Linked DNA regions of Zea mays: region 2 is linked to region 1. The links are chromatin contacts, called in public Hi-C maps. All regions are on one chromosome and are shown on one strand. Each heading gives the region's core, a stretch centred on a gene start, on an enhancer-like site or on the middle of the called end of the contact. The rest is flanking DNA. Distances are from core to core; before and after follow the strand shown. Region 1 holds the start of LOC103635071 (E3 ubiquitin-protein ligase EL5). Region 2 holds the start of LOC100191719 (putative RING/U-box superfamily protein).

Evidence for each region. A called contact is a pair of places that touch in the nucleus more often than the background predicts.
Region 2: a contact with region 1 is called in a Hi-C map of bundle sheath, with 2.9 times the contacts expected there. The contact joins the promoter of LOC100191719 here to the promoter of LOC103635071 in region 1. A contact is called at or near these places in 6 of 25 Hi-C or Micro-C datasets (bundle sheath, ear, endosperm and 2 more).

The regions. Positions count from the first base shown.
Region 1 is chr8:36,604,500-36,611,561 of Zm-B73-REFERENCE-NAM-5.0, forward strand. It overlaps LOC103635071 (E3 ubiquitin-protein ligase EL5), which reads left to right and starts at 3,728. Exons shown (of 1, transcript XM_008657626.4): 1 at 3,728-4,723. The coding sequence starts at 3,824. The coding sequence ends at 4,579.
Region 2 is chr8:36,785,107-36,792,168 of Zm-B73-REFERENCE-NAM-5.0, forward strand. LOC100191719 (putative RING/U-box superfamily protein) reads left to right here and starts at 3,779. Exons shown (of 1, transcript NM_001137148.1): 1 at 3,779-5,814. The coding sequence starts at 4,145. The coding sequence ends at 5,566.

The sequences.
Region 1 (7,062 bases), core at 2,478-4,977:
CACCTACAGTTAGTGAAATGATCTTAGTTTGTTTTGTTAGTTTAAATATTTTCAAAATTAAGAGAAAATAGTAGTGTTAAGTTGTATGTGTTCAGAATTGATAGTATAACTGAAAATCTGGAAAAAAAATCTACAGTGAAGTATCTCAGACTAAGTGTCTTTATATTTCACATGCCAAGTAGGTTACAAAAAAATAATTTAACATTTAGTTTTTATAAAATCGCTTCACCATTACAATGGGATCGAGACCTTTAAGATCTTGATAGTGATCGTCTTGTGTTCTTCCATTCATGTACCTACCACTACATCAATGAAAGCACAAATTTATTTCTTTTTAGTTTTTCAAGTATAAGTTTACAAAATGTTCAGATCTGAACCAATAGAGTATAGTATAATAAACATTTGTAGAACAAGCCTCACAAGCAAAATAAAAAAATGACGATCCAAAAAAATAAGTCAAGTGTCCGTGCGGTTTTTAGGGCTCGATTAATTAGGAATTTCATGGCAAGGAACTTAAAGATGTGGTTTTTGATGACCTGGAGAACATAAATCAAAGATATGACATTAACTACTACACATTATCAAAGTATAACCCCTTGTTAAGGCTACAACAACACCACAATACACACACATACATGATAAGGAAGTACATAACACATTATATCTCTAAAGTTTGGGTCACTTGTCCTCTATTCACGATAAGAAAGTATAGAACACATAATATGTCTAAGTTTGGGTCACTTATCCTCGATTCACCATATCATCTAACTATGGAAAGAAAAAGAGCAACCAATCACACATCCATACATGAGAACAACTTTAATCTGCTATTGTTTTTTAACCATGGGAAATCTTTTTGGTATATATGAGCTGAAACATCCATCGGAAAAGGACAATAAACCTGCAGATACTTCTACTGACAAGACTGTCACAAGTATGTTTCTGTTTTTATAGATAAATATAAATTAATAGCTGGAAGGTCGGCATCATCCAAGCAGTCCATTATGGCATAGCAACAGAGCATATGGGCTTCAATGACAAAAAATACAAGTGCCAAGAAGTATCTCAAAATCTCGTGTGAAATTAGAGCATGGTAGCCTATGCAAACATAAGTACAAATAGAGTTCTGAACTGAAATCAATAAATGCATCATCAAATGCAAAAGAAAAATGGTTCCTAAAATATCAAGACAATTCTGAAAATCGCCCCAAGGGAGGATATGCCACTCTGTGCTATCTATGCGGTCGCTTTTGATCCATCAAAAGCATGTGACTGACGATGATCCCTGAACAAAGCCACGAAAATGATAGGAATGAGGGCAGGCATACCTCACCACTTTTTTTGGAAGGGGAGCTCGCCGGAGGGGATGGAGAAGCCTCGTCGATGGTACTACCTCGTAGACCTGCAAAGAGAGAGAAGAGGTGAGGAACTAAAGGTAGAGAGGATCCATGCGGCTAGTGGAGGGACAACTCTAGTTTCCATGTCGACGGTGATGGTGGCCATCTCCATCCCTAGCACCCACTCTCCTGCTCCCGGTGATCTGGTTCACCATTGTGCACCTCGCCGTATTCCCCCTGTGCTTCCAGGGATCGTCCAGGTGCGCGTCGACGTCCACGGGTCCGTGGAGAACCACCGCGCGTGCGGACGCACCGTCCCCAACAACAGGAGAAGGAAAGGTGAGGTGCGCGCGTGAAGAGCTCCTGCGTCGAGCGCAGTGGATCCATGGAGGAGGGCGACGCACGCGAAGAGCTCCTGCGCCGAGCGCAGTGGATCCATGGAGGAGGGCGACGACGGGCGGGCGGAGGGGACGAGAAGAGTGGATCCTGCACCGTGCACCGTGGATCCGCGGGAGGAGGATGACGGGGGGCGGACGGGCGGGCGGGTGGGGGTGCCTCCTCCACGTCGCGCGCAGTCGCTACCGCCCGCCGCAAGCAGAGCTAGGGTTTCGACTGGGAGTCCGTGGAGGGGCGGTGCAGATGAGGCGGGCGGTTGGTGCGGGGTGGGGAGGGGGAGGGGGCGGGCACGGCTGGATCTTGCGTGGACAGGGAAGGGGCGCGTGCGGTTGGATGACATAGACAATAGAAACGGACGGTCCAGATAGATGAGAGGCAGAACGACAGAACGAGGGGAGGCAGACTATTATTGCTTACTTAATAAGTAGTAGAGATATATTCAAAAACAGAACAATCTCACAATTATATTAAAAAAATCAATGCATACTTTTTTTAAAAAAGTATTATTTTAACAATTCTTTATTATTTTTGAAAATAAGGCTTTTCTCACAAATTGAATTTGCAAACCAAATCAACCGAAATATATGCCTCGACATGAATACATTAAAACACTTGATAAATTCGATTCATACAAAAAATGTGTAATTTGTTTCTATTACCATATTCATTATTTGAAAACGTAAATATTTATCCTTTCTATTGAAAATTAGTAATTCAAATAAGGTTGTTTTCATTTACTGGATTTAGGGTGTTACAGTCCATTGGTAGTTAAGTTGTTGCTTGCTCTCCACCTTTGTATAGTCCCTCAAGAAACCATTTACTTGCTACCTTCGCCTTATCTAGTCATCCTCAAGTCAATCCTTGTCTCATGTGAATATTAAGCATTTGTTTAATGTCATTTCTTCAATAACATGATTCTTCTTGAATATTTTCTTTTATTTCACGTTTGAGATCAATCAAGCTTCTACAGTGCCTTTCGCTTGAGGTACTATGACCTTGATCAACTTTAGCTTTTCTTGGTTATGAATACCATCCATATGATCATGTACTCGATCATCATTACGATTCCCTTTGATTCACGCATTTGACATATAAATAACCATGCCAAGTCATTTTCGAACCGTTTATCGTATACAAGCAAGCTGATATTGAGAACATATTACACCCATTATATCTTGTCTCTTTGCAATTTGATCTCTTCTTGTCCTTTATTCACACTTGATTCATAGTTTCATCTTGACCAATATCAATGAACTGTCAATTATAACCGGCTCTAGTGAATTCAATAACCACACAATAAACTGTATGTCTCGTTCAGCACACATGCACGTTTGGTACCAGTAGTTTTAAAATCGCTAAATAAAATTGTTTTGTTTTTAAAATGCCCTGCCCCTAAATATCTGTTCTTAGTTCAACACTCATATGCTTCTGCTTCGGTTAGAATATGAAGCCCGGAGGCCGGAGCCGACAGCCAGCCCACAGGTCACACTTAACGAACGCCGTGGCTGGCGTCGCGACAACGGGCGCCTCGCTTGAGCGAAGCTTCGCTGGTCGGGCCGACCACGCATCCACGGCCCCGCGCTGCATGTCGCCGTCTGGCCCAATTTTGCCGAGGTCCAAGTCGCGGCAAGCGACGACTTCGATGTTCCAGTGGGGGGTAGCTAAAGACAGCGACTTCCATTGTGAGGAGCAGAGGAGACGAGCGCGCAGTAACACCAGGTTGGTTGACGGCAATAGTCAACTCTACTCTTGACCATGCGCCTGGAACCGCTTGGCTGACGCATCACGGCCGTTCGTCTGTCCTCCTACGGCATACGGGCGGTCAGCCAGTCAGCCCGGGACCGGAGAACGGACATGGACTTCTGTGGTGCTGCCTCTCCGTTCTACAGCGTGCCCCAGACGTCCAGCCAGTGGTAGAACCCCAAGGCTGCCCTTCCATCTCCATCCCACTTTCCCGACGTACAGGGGTATTTCAGTCCTGGAATCACGTATAAGTAACTGCGCTCACGGAAATCGCAACGCTGCGGCTGCGGACACCCAAATCTTCCCCGAAACCACTCCTCAGCCCGGTGAGCGCTCGACCATCAGAAATGGGCGCCGGCGACGGCAATGGCACGCGCCCCAAGGCGAACGAGGTGACGATCTCGTGCGACGAGGGTCCCGGGCACGCGTTTCCGTTCCCCAAGCCGCACGCCCCCGACCCCGACCCACCGCAGGCGTCCGACCCGGCGAACTACGCCGTCGCTGGCAAGATACTCCTCGCCGCGGCGGGGGCGTTCGCGGGCGTGCTCCTGGCGCTCGTCGCGCTGCACCTCTACAGCAGCACCCGGCGCCGGCGCCTCGGCGCCGGCCAGCCGCGGCTGCTCCGGAGCTTGGCCATCGCCGGTGGCGACGAGGACCGCCGCGACGGCGACGGCGACGGCGCGGGGGCGCCTTCCCCCCGCGGCCTCGACTACGCAGTTCTCGCCGCGATACCAGTAGTGTCGATCGAAGCAGGCGCGGGGGCAGGGGACTGCGCGGTCTGCCTCGCGGAGCTCGAGTCGGGGGAGAAGGCCCGCGCGCTGCCGCGGTGCGGCCACCGCTTCCACGTCGAGTGCATCGACGCCTGGTTCCGTGGGAACGCCACATGCCCGCTCTGCCGCGCCGACGTCGTCGTGCCGCCGAGCGCTACCGCGCCAGCCGAGGGCGGGGCCCAGCCGGAGGTGCGCATAGACGTGGCAGGGGACGCCGTCGCCGCGCCGCCCAATGGCTTCAGGGTGGCGCCGGTGATGGGGAGGATGCATAGCGACCAGGATCTTGAGAAGGCGAGGCGGGTCTTTGCTTCCACCCGATTCTCTTCCTTCTGACAAGATCCATCGGCTCCCACGGTCACAGATCCTCGACCGTTTCGGAGTGCCATTCCACTGTGCATAGATTTGTTGGTGATGCCAGCTAATTTTGCAATGATTTGTAGTGTGATTTCTGCGAATGGACTCATGCACTTTTCTTTATCGGCCTTGAATCTTCGTCAGCCGTGGGAACTACTTGGTTCTTGGCACGTTTCTTATTACTAGAGAGTAGAGATACCAGCGAAAGACGTTCATCCGTAAGTATGAACAAAAACGAATCGCGTTAACTTTCGTCGGCGAGAGGCCCATACAAACCAGAGTGGCCAAAGCTAATTTTCGTCGACTACCTATTTGGCTGACGAAAATTAATTAATTTTAGCAGCCAAAACTAGATGTATTTTTATTTTCTCATATAAATCACATAAAATTCATCCATTTACAACACATAAAATGATTCATGTATTATTCTATTTACAACTCATACAATACCGACTGTTGGTGCCTATTTTGGACGCCAATCACTGCGTGACAACCGGCGGCAGTGCTCGCTGCACAGGCGCGGACGGTCCACGGCCACGGGCCGGACGGTCCGCGACCTGGAGCAGGGCTTAGGGTTTCCTGCCTACAGGCCGGACGGTCCGCGCGTGCGCAGGGGCGGCAGAAGTCGCCGGCGGCATCTGGATCTCGCTCCCGAGAGGGACCTTGTCGGGGAGGAGAGATCCTAGGTGTTGTCTAGGCTCAGCAGGCCGACCTAGACTCCTCTAATCGATGTAGAGCAATGATTTCAAGTCGCCTAGTCGCCTAGTCGAACCCTGGGACCGACTAGGCGACTAGTCACGATTAGGCGACGACTAGGGCGACTAGTCGACCCCTAGTCGGTCCTAGTCGGTCCCTGGTCGTTCTAGACTAGTAGTTATACTTATATAGGTATATATATAAATATACCTGCATACATTATATAAATTAGAACAAACAACTAGCATAAACAAAGTAACATGTTGCTTCGTTGTCTAGGGTTTAGGGGGAGAAGTGGGGGAGCAGGAGGGACCTTCAGATGACGTGCTCATCTCGTCACTAGTTTGCGGCCACCACCGGTTGGAGACTGCAGCAGGCAAGCAGGACTGCAGGAGAAGGGGCAGGGGACGCAGGGTGTTGTAGCCGCCGGTGTAGCCGCCGACAATCAGGAGTTTAGGACTGCAGGGGTTGTGCCAAGAGAGGAGAGGAGAGGAGACGTGCAGGTTGGAGACTGTTGGCGGCTAGCTTAGAGCAGGAGAGGAGAGTGTACTCTAAATTAGACTGTAGATGGGCTAAAAAAGGCCCAATAACTAAACCCTAGCCGGGACGACCAGGACACATAACTCGGATGACTAGTCGCCCTAGTCGATGATTAGTTGGACGACCAGGACGACTAGGTCTTCTAGTCGAGTCGTCCAGCAAATCGTGTCCTAATTGCCGACCAGCCCGACTAATCGCGATTAGTCGGACGACTTGAAATCATTGATGTAGAGTCGAATAGAAGCGGAGAATTTGGGGATTGGAAGACTAAACTAAAACTAGACTAGAACTACTTCTAAGATAAAACGTAAATTGTATTGTTTGTAGGTTCGATTGATGATTCCAAATCGGTCGTATTCCTCTATTTTTATAGAGGAGGGGGCTGGACCCGTTACAAACAAACTCCCCCGAGCTAATTCCGTGAATCTTGTCAACAAACACAACAAGAAACTCGGAACCCTAATCTGTTCTGCGCGCGCGGACCGTTCGGTCCACAGGCGCAGACCATCCAGACCGCGGACCGTCCGCCCCCAGGGTCGTACCATCCGACGACTCATTTTGGTGCTCAACATATGCCCCCTGCCTTTTGGTGGAGCTGAGCAAACCAAAAGAGACTTTACATCGGTTTTCTTAAGCATCTTGCCACATACTAGGATTGTACTGCTTGAAGAAACGCCCATTCAAAGCTTTGGGCAAATCTTTGCCTTGTAATGTTTGCAATAAATAGGCGTTATCAGATATTACCTATTTTAATTTGTATGGACCCTCCCAGCTTGGCGACCATTTCCCAAACTTTCGGACTTTGTTTCTTAGAGGCATGATGGTCTTCCACACCAGGTCCCCTACCTGAAATGACTTAGCTTTGACTTTCTTATTGTAGGCCTTGGCTACCATGATTTTATCCTTTTCTATTTCTCCTAAGGCTGTCACCCTCTTGTCAGTTACTTCATCAATATTATCCATCATTGAATTATAATAATCACCGATAGTTAGATCGTTTTGTCTGGTGAACCTGACAACATTTAAACTTATTTCCATAGGCAACACTGCTTCCTGCCCATAGACAAGCTCAAAAGGAGATACTTTAGTAGCACTGTGTTTAGATATTCTGTGAGCCCACAAAGCTTCGGACGAAACCCTATGCCAATGCTTAGGATTATCAGATATCTTCTTTTTTATCAAGTTCATCAATGTTCTATTACTAGACTCGGCCTGTCCATTGGCCT
Region 2 (7,062 bases), core at 2,529-5,028, 180 kb after region 1:
GATTCTATTGGCCGAAGGCAGCTTCGGATGCAGCAGAATTAGTCCAAAAATGCGCCCACTTCCACCAGCACAAGGGAATTTAAGATATGTTGTAGTGGCAGTGGAATATTTTTCTAAATGGATTGAGGCGAAGCCTTTAGCCATAATAACTTCGATCACTGTTCAAAAGTTTTTTTGGCAAAATATTGTGTGTCGCTTCGGAGTCCGAAGGCCATTACCGTGGACAATGGAACGCTGTTTGATGCCGAAGCTTTCAGAGTGTTTTGTGAACAAATTGGCACGAAGCTCCATTTTGCATCAGTTCGGCATCCGGAGTCAAATGGACTTGTCGAAAGAGCTAATGGCATTATAATGACAGGAATAATGAAGTTAATCTTCAACCAGCCCAGGGGGAAGTGGCCGGACGAATTAATCAAAGTGGTGTGGAGCCACAACACAACAATATTAAGGTCAACAGGTTTTACACCATTCAAATTGCTGTTTGGTGAAGAAGCAATAACCCCAGAAGAAGCTAAAGCGGGATCAATAAGAACAGTGGCTTCGGCAGAAGACGAAGCTGATTATTCTATGGCAAAAGATGCTATAGAAGGGATCAGGCTTCAGGCTGTAGAGAATATCAATAAATATCAAGCCGAAACAATAAAATGGCGTGACAGAAAGGTTCGATTGAAAAATATTAAGCCAGGACACTTGGTACTTCAGAGAGTTGCCAACCCAGACACAGTAGGCAAGCTACAGTTGAAATGGGAAGGGTCTTTCCTGATAGTATCTTCGTCAAGACCCGATTCCTACAAGCTGAAGGATATGGACGGCAGCGACATTCCTAGATCTTGGAATGCGGATGAGCTTCGGCGGTATTATGTGTAACCTGATGTAATCTTTTTTATTCTTTCTTATGGCACCCTTTTCCTTTCCAAAGGGGGAGAAAGGTTTTTAATGGGGCCATAGCATGTAATTTCTCTTTTTCTTATATCAGCTCTATAAGAGCAGTATCCCCCGAAGATGTAAATGTAAAAACTGGGCATGCACCATCGAGTGCAACGATAAAAAGAAAAAACACAAAGAAGCTCGAAAGACGTCTCTAAGGGGATGAAGAGCACGACGAAGCTGCAAAAAGCCGTTCCTAAGGGAGCGCAGCGTAAGTTTTCTGCTCAAAAGTCGTTCCTAAGGGAATGCAGAGCTTACAGCGAAAGGTCAATGCTGATTCCGCCGAAATAAAAGGCGAAGAAGCTCCTGAGGGAGGCTTACAGCGAAAAGTCAACGCTGATTCCGCCGAAATAAAAGGCGAAGAAGCTCCTAAGGGAGGCTTACAGCGAAAAGTCAGCGCTGATACACCGAAAAATAAGCGGTGAAGCCGAAAAATAAACGGCAAAGATTTGTTATTATGGTTTCATATGTGTCTTCGAACATTCATTTGCACGATACATTACATCATATATTTGCATTCATAAACATTCACTTAGACATACATAGGATCATCATCATCATAACATACAAACTTGCTTCGGCTTCGAAAGAGAAGGCTTCAGAAAAAAGAGAAAAAGAGGCAATTTTATGCTTCGCTGTGTACGCAAAGAAGGGAAGGTGTTTTTCGCCTATGGCTCAAAAGTATTAATTTCGTCCACACCAAAGCATTTCATACATGGATGGAAAAGTAAGATTATATTACAAAGTGAAATTCAATTACATCATACTTTATACAAGTTATCACAAAAGTTTTTTGAGCTATTTTTACAGACTATTCGAGCTTCGACAGCAACTCTGGAGCTTCTTCCTTTTATTCTGCAGCTTCAGCTTCGGCTTGGTCAACCTGTATGTAAGTATTATAAGCTAAATTCAAAATTCAAAGGAAAGGGTAATCATAAGGTATAATATTGTTACCAGCTTAAGGTGGTCTCGGGCTTCATCACCAGCTTTCTCTCGCCCACCCTTTGTCCATATCACCTTTATAAATTTATTCGCAATGCTTCGGGCGAGGTTAGGAATATCATCTAGAATTGCTGGTGATAGGCTGAAATTGGGTCTGTTGATAATTTATCTGTGCTCACAGCCAAATTTTAGGAACGCAGCAGCGGTGCCCCGAGAAGCTACTAGGGCATAAAAGTCACCGTGTCCAGCAATAACATCATCGAGGTCATCAATCTCACCTTCGATGTGTTCGAAGGCTCCTGGTAGATCTTCAGCCGAAGGAATAAATTTTTCACTACTGGCCCCGACTGAATAAAACACCTTCTTCAGTCGTTGAACACATTGATTGCTGAATTTCAAACATTTGTTCTGAAGGTCTATCAATGATTTTTTCAAAACTAAACCATTCTGGATTTCAGCCTCAAGTTTTTCATTAAGCTTTAGCTTTTCTTGTTTGAAACCTTCTGACTGATAGAGAAGCTTCGTATTCAGTTCTGTTATTTTAGCTTCGGCTTCTGCTAGTAAACCTTCAGTTGTTTGGAGTTCGAACTTTTTTTCTCAAAAGCAGTTGTTTGATCTTTTATTTTGTTTTCTAAGTTTTCAATTATAACCTCGTGCTTTTTGTCTTCTAAATCCTGTTGCATCCTCAAAGCTTTGCTCAATAGCATACTCTGTACACGAATGTTGGGGCGAAGGCAAAGACGCCACCCTTCGCTCGATGCCTTCGCCGTAATCGCTGGACCAACGGAGACAAGACAACGGGCAGGCTCACCCTTCGTCCCATACGTCACCGGACGAAGACCTGTGACAAGGTCGTCTCATCTTGCGACCTCGTCCAGCATGGAGGCCCACGTGTGATCCGGCCCATTGTAACAGGCCCTGCATGGCCGCTGCGCATTACGGGTCTAATTTGTAAAGGCATCTCTGTAATTACGGTCTGTAACCCCGCTTTATGGGAATATTCCGGGGATAACCTAGGTGTCTGAGGGCACATACGTCCTTAACACAGGACGCTGGGCACTCAGATACCTATAAATACCTCCACACAGTGCCCTTGAGAGGCTAGATTAACAGAGCTTTTGCCATCTCGTGCGAGAACCCTGTTTATATCACTACACACCCCCGTTGGATCCCCTTGCACGAGATAGCAAGTGATTTGGAGAGATCAATTGGAGAGGAAATCTCTGAGGGCTGATTTAAGGCTTGTTCGGTTCTACCCCAATCCATATGGATTGAGGGGGATTAAGGGGGTTTTAATCCCTAGTAAGTCAAAATCTTCTCCAATCCATATCAATCCCCTCCAATCCATATGGATTGAAAATAACCGAACAAGCCCTTAGTGGTAAGGGATCCCAAGGGGATTCATGGGAGAAAAATCCCCTTGCAATTCAATTTTGAATAACAAGGGGATTCCTCCCCATGGATCCCCTTGGGATCCCTTAGCATCAAATCAACCCTAAGGGTTTGTTCGGTTATTCCTATATCACATGGATTGAATATGATTAAAAAAATTAGTAGAGATTTTGACTTACTATGGATTGAAATTCATCCAATCCCCTTAAATCCAATGGATTAAGAGAAAACGAACATCACCTAATGTCTTGTTCGTTTCTGTCGGATTGCACCCGGAATCGTTCCAGCTAATCAAAGTTTATATAAATTAGAGAAGCAATCCGGTCAGGAATCGTTCCGACCCACCAATCCGACAGAAACGAACAAGGCCTAAAAGATTTCTTTTCTAATGGATCCCTTTAAATCTCGAGACACAAACCATCCCTTCAAGGATAAAAATGACATGAGTTCCCGTTTTGCTCCCGAGTTCTCTCTCACGTCCATCCCTCTCTCTCGTCTCGTTCTTTAGCAGGGCCGGCTGGAGCGCCCACTCCTCCCTCCAGCCCGGCCCCAGCCGCGCCGCCGCGCCGGTCGTAGACCCAACGCCCGCCGCCCAGCCCAGCGCGCCCTCCGGCCGTGAGGCGGAGAGGATCGGGCGGGCCTCGGGGCGAGCGCCACGCGTAGACGGCGGTTGAGGAGCCTGAGAAAACAACGGTCCTCCTTCAAGATCCTGGTGGGTCGCGCCCTGCGCCGCGAAATTCCCTGATGTCTATGCATGTTCATCTTAAAGATTCGATTTTGTTGACCCTTTTGATCCGACGCAGATCCCTACGCGCAGGCGTAGGAGATTGTATTCCGTCTGATTAATCGGCGGAGAGCAAGCGGGTGTTGCGGCTGCGCGAGCATGGCGGGCGAGGAGGCTGCGGAGGGCAGCGGAACCAGGAGGCACATGGATCTAAACCTGTATCTCGGCCTCCCTCCATTGCCGCGGCCTCCAGTCTGGCTGGACCCGACGTTGATGCCCAACTTGACCGGTGCTGCGCCAGAATCCTCAATAACTGGTGAGCCTGAGGAATCGTTGGCCCTGGGGGCGGCAGCCTATTCTCCGTCGAATGCACTTTCCACCCCGGAGGAGCACCCAATGCTTGATCCCATAGTTTATTCCTGGCTCGACGGCAACAGGACCGATGGTGAAGAGGACACTGATGCTCCTGAGCCGGGGCCAGTGGATGGTGCCAATGTCTCTAGGTCGCAGCTTGTGGTAGCTGCCACAGGATTGGAAGGGGATGATGATCTTCCTCTAGTAAGGTTTGTGCGCCCTAGCCAGATGGTTGTTGCTGGTGGAATGGAGACGGTGAACACAAGTATACTTCAGCAGTCCATTCAAAGGGCTGCTGCAATTGAGGCCAGGACTCCTGAACTCCGCTTTCAGAGGGTGATACAGATTAGCCAGCAGCATAGAATTGTGAGGCCAGCATCAGTGAACCGCAGTCAAGGGGCAGCTAGTACAGATGCGGATAGGCTTGTCTGGGCAATCCAGCGCACTCATAACTCTTTAGAAGCAACAAGGCGGCAAAAACTAGATGACAACAACTTGTGTGGAAACGGTTCTGCTAAGAAGGATGAGTCCTGTGACTGCAACTCCAGCTTTGAGTGCAATATCTGTCTTGACCCAGCTAAACAGCCTGTGGTTACACCCTGCGGTCACCTCTTCTGTTGGCCATGCTTGTACCAGTGGCTTCATGCACATTCACCCCACTCTGAGTGCCCTGTATGCAAGGGTGAGGTGCTAGAACTGAATGTCACTCCGATATATGGAAGAGGCGGTGAAGAAGGGAATTCCACCAACCCTGACTTCCCACCTAGGCCACGAGCAAACAGAAGGGAGAGCCTGAGGCAACAGCTGCAAATGACAGACACAAGAGGAATTGCAACAGTGGTGAGGCAGTTGATACAAAACCAGGGTATAATTAGCGTTCTCCCAAGCCCAACAGGGATCGAGATGTCGGTGGTTCCTGCAGGCCGGCAAAGGGCTAGGGCTCGGAGACAGCAAAGGCAGGATAATAATGCATCATCTTCCATACACGTTGTAGCGCAGAATATGGGCAATGTTGCCCCTGAGAGCAGCAACCAAATCCAGTTGTCACATTCTAACGGTGACAATGCTGCACAGATGGTTCTTGCAGCTCCTCAGCAGTCATCATCTGTCGAACAGCTGTCAACTTCTAGCACCACAGCTGTTATATTGGGCGAGCCTGGGTCAAGTAGGCGGTCAAGGCCTTCGGAGTCTCCAACCATAAGAAGAACGAGGAGGAGGCCACAGTAGGTACTCGAGTGTTGTCACTCCCTTCAGTAAAATCTACAGACCATGCCCCAGTGATAGTTATTACCATGATTATCTCCAATAACATCTCAAGGTTAATAATGTAGAAATGTATATGCCATCACTGGTTTCTGCCTTTCTCTTACATTCCATGTATCATCTATTATGCAAAACGAGTCGAAATATCAGTTCCAGTATCTATGATAATCTTGACCTTTGTATACTGGGAATATATTTTCTGATTTAGCCTCTGTTTCTGGTATGATATGCCATTATAACTTCCCCGGTGTGGACGTTCCTTAGTTTTCGATGTAGTTATCCATCATTGCAAGCATGGGAGAATGTGTATTTGGGTGTGTTCATGGGCATTTTGCTAGATGGTCGCCCAGTCACTGTCAAGAAGCTCAAGATTGGGAATGGGCAAGGTGAGTGTGAGTTCAAGGTTGAGGTCGGTACTACCAGCAGAAGTACATCACAGGCAATTTGGTTTCGCTAGTAGGCTATTGCAATGCACATGGCCAGTGAATGCTTGTTTATTATTCTGTTCCCAACAACACACTTTATTACCACCTCCATGTCGAGAACATTTTACTTTCAGTTACATTATTTAACGTTTATTTAAGGCCAGCTTCATGAGAACACTCTATTATTCATCACTTGTACTGTCATTAGCTTGACCACTCAAAACTGCAGTAAGCGAGGAGGTGCGAGCGGAGGAGGATCGCCGGGATCGCCATACTAGGTTGTCCAGGGCGTCGGCCCCTAGGGTAGCTGGCCCTCGACTACGGAGATTGTAGTCTCGGTCCGTGTTCTCCGGCGAGGTTAATCACCTCTGCCGCAGGCTTGTTAGAAACTAGGAAGAGGGGATTAAACATGTAACAAATTACTTGATTATTCCTTGCTGCCATGCGGCTTACATATAGCCCTGTTGCTAACAAACTCTTCCTAAAAACTCTCATCTAATCTTGGACTTATCTAACTAACTCTCCTTAATTCTCTCATCTAAATCTTATTCTCTGGACTTATCCAAACCGACTCCTAATCAGCCCCTGGCTGTTGGCGCCCCCTTGTGGTCTGTGCGCTCGTCCGCCCTGCGCACGTCACGGGCGTGCCTGAGTCTGCTGTAGGTCCGGCCCCACATGACAAATATATATTACTAAACCAAAACTCTGATGGCTGAGATTGCTATGAATATCTTGCCCATCCACAGGTACCGAATCTCCGATGGCCATACATTCAAAAAAAATCAACTATACATGGGAATCTTCAGACAGACACAATCACATTTTTATATTGGTCCGTCCTCGCCCCAGCGCTCGGGCAAGGCCGTGATGTTGTCTGGTCCCGCCTATGATGGGTCGTTGGGGACGTCTGTTCTGTCCTCGCCCCAACATGCGAGGCTGACCAACGATGCCAGGTGCAGGAAGACGGTGGATGGTTATTTGGTGTATGGAAGGAGGCGGGCTAATGGTTTCTTTCCAACTCCTTCCTTGTTTGAC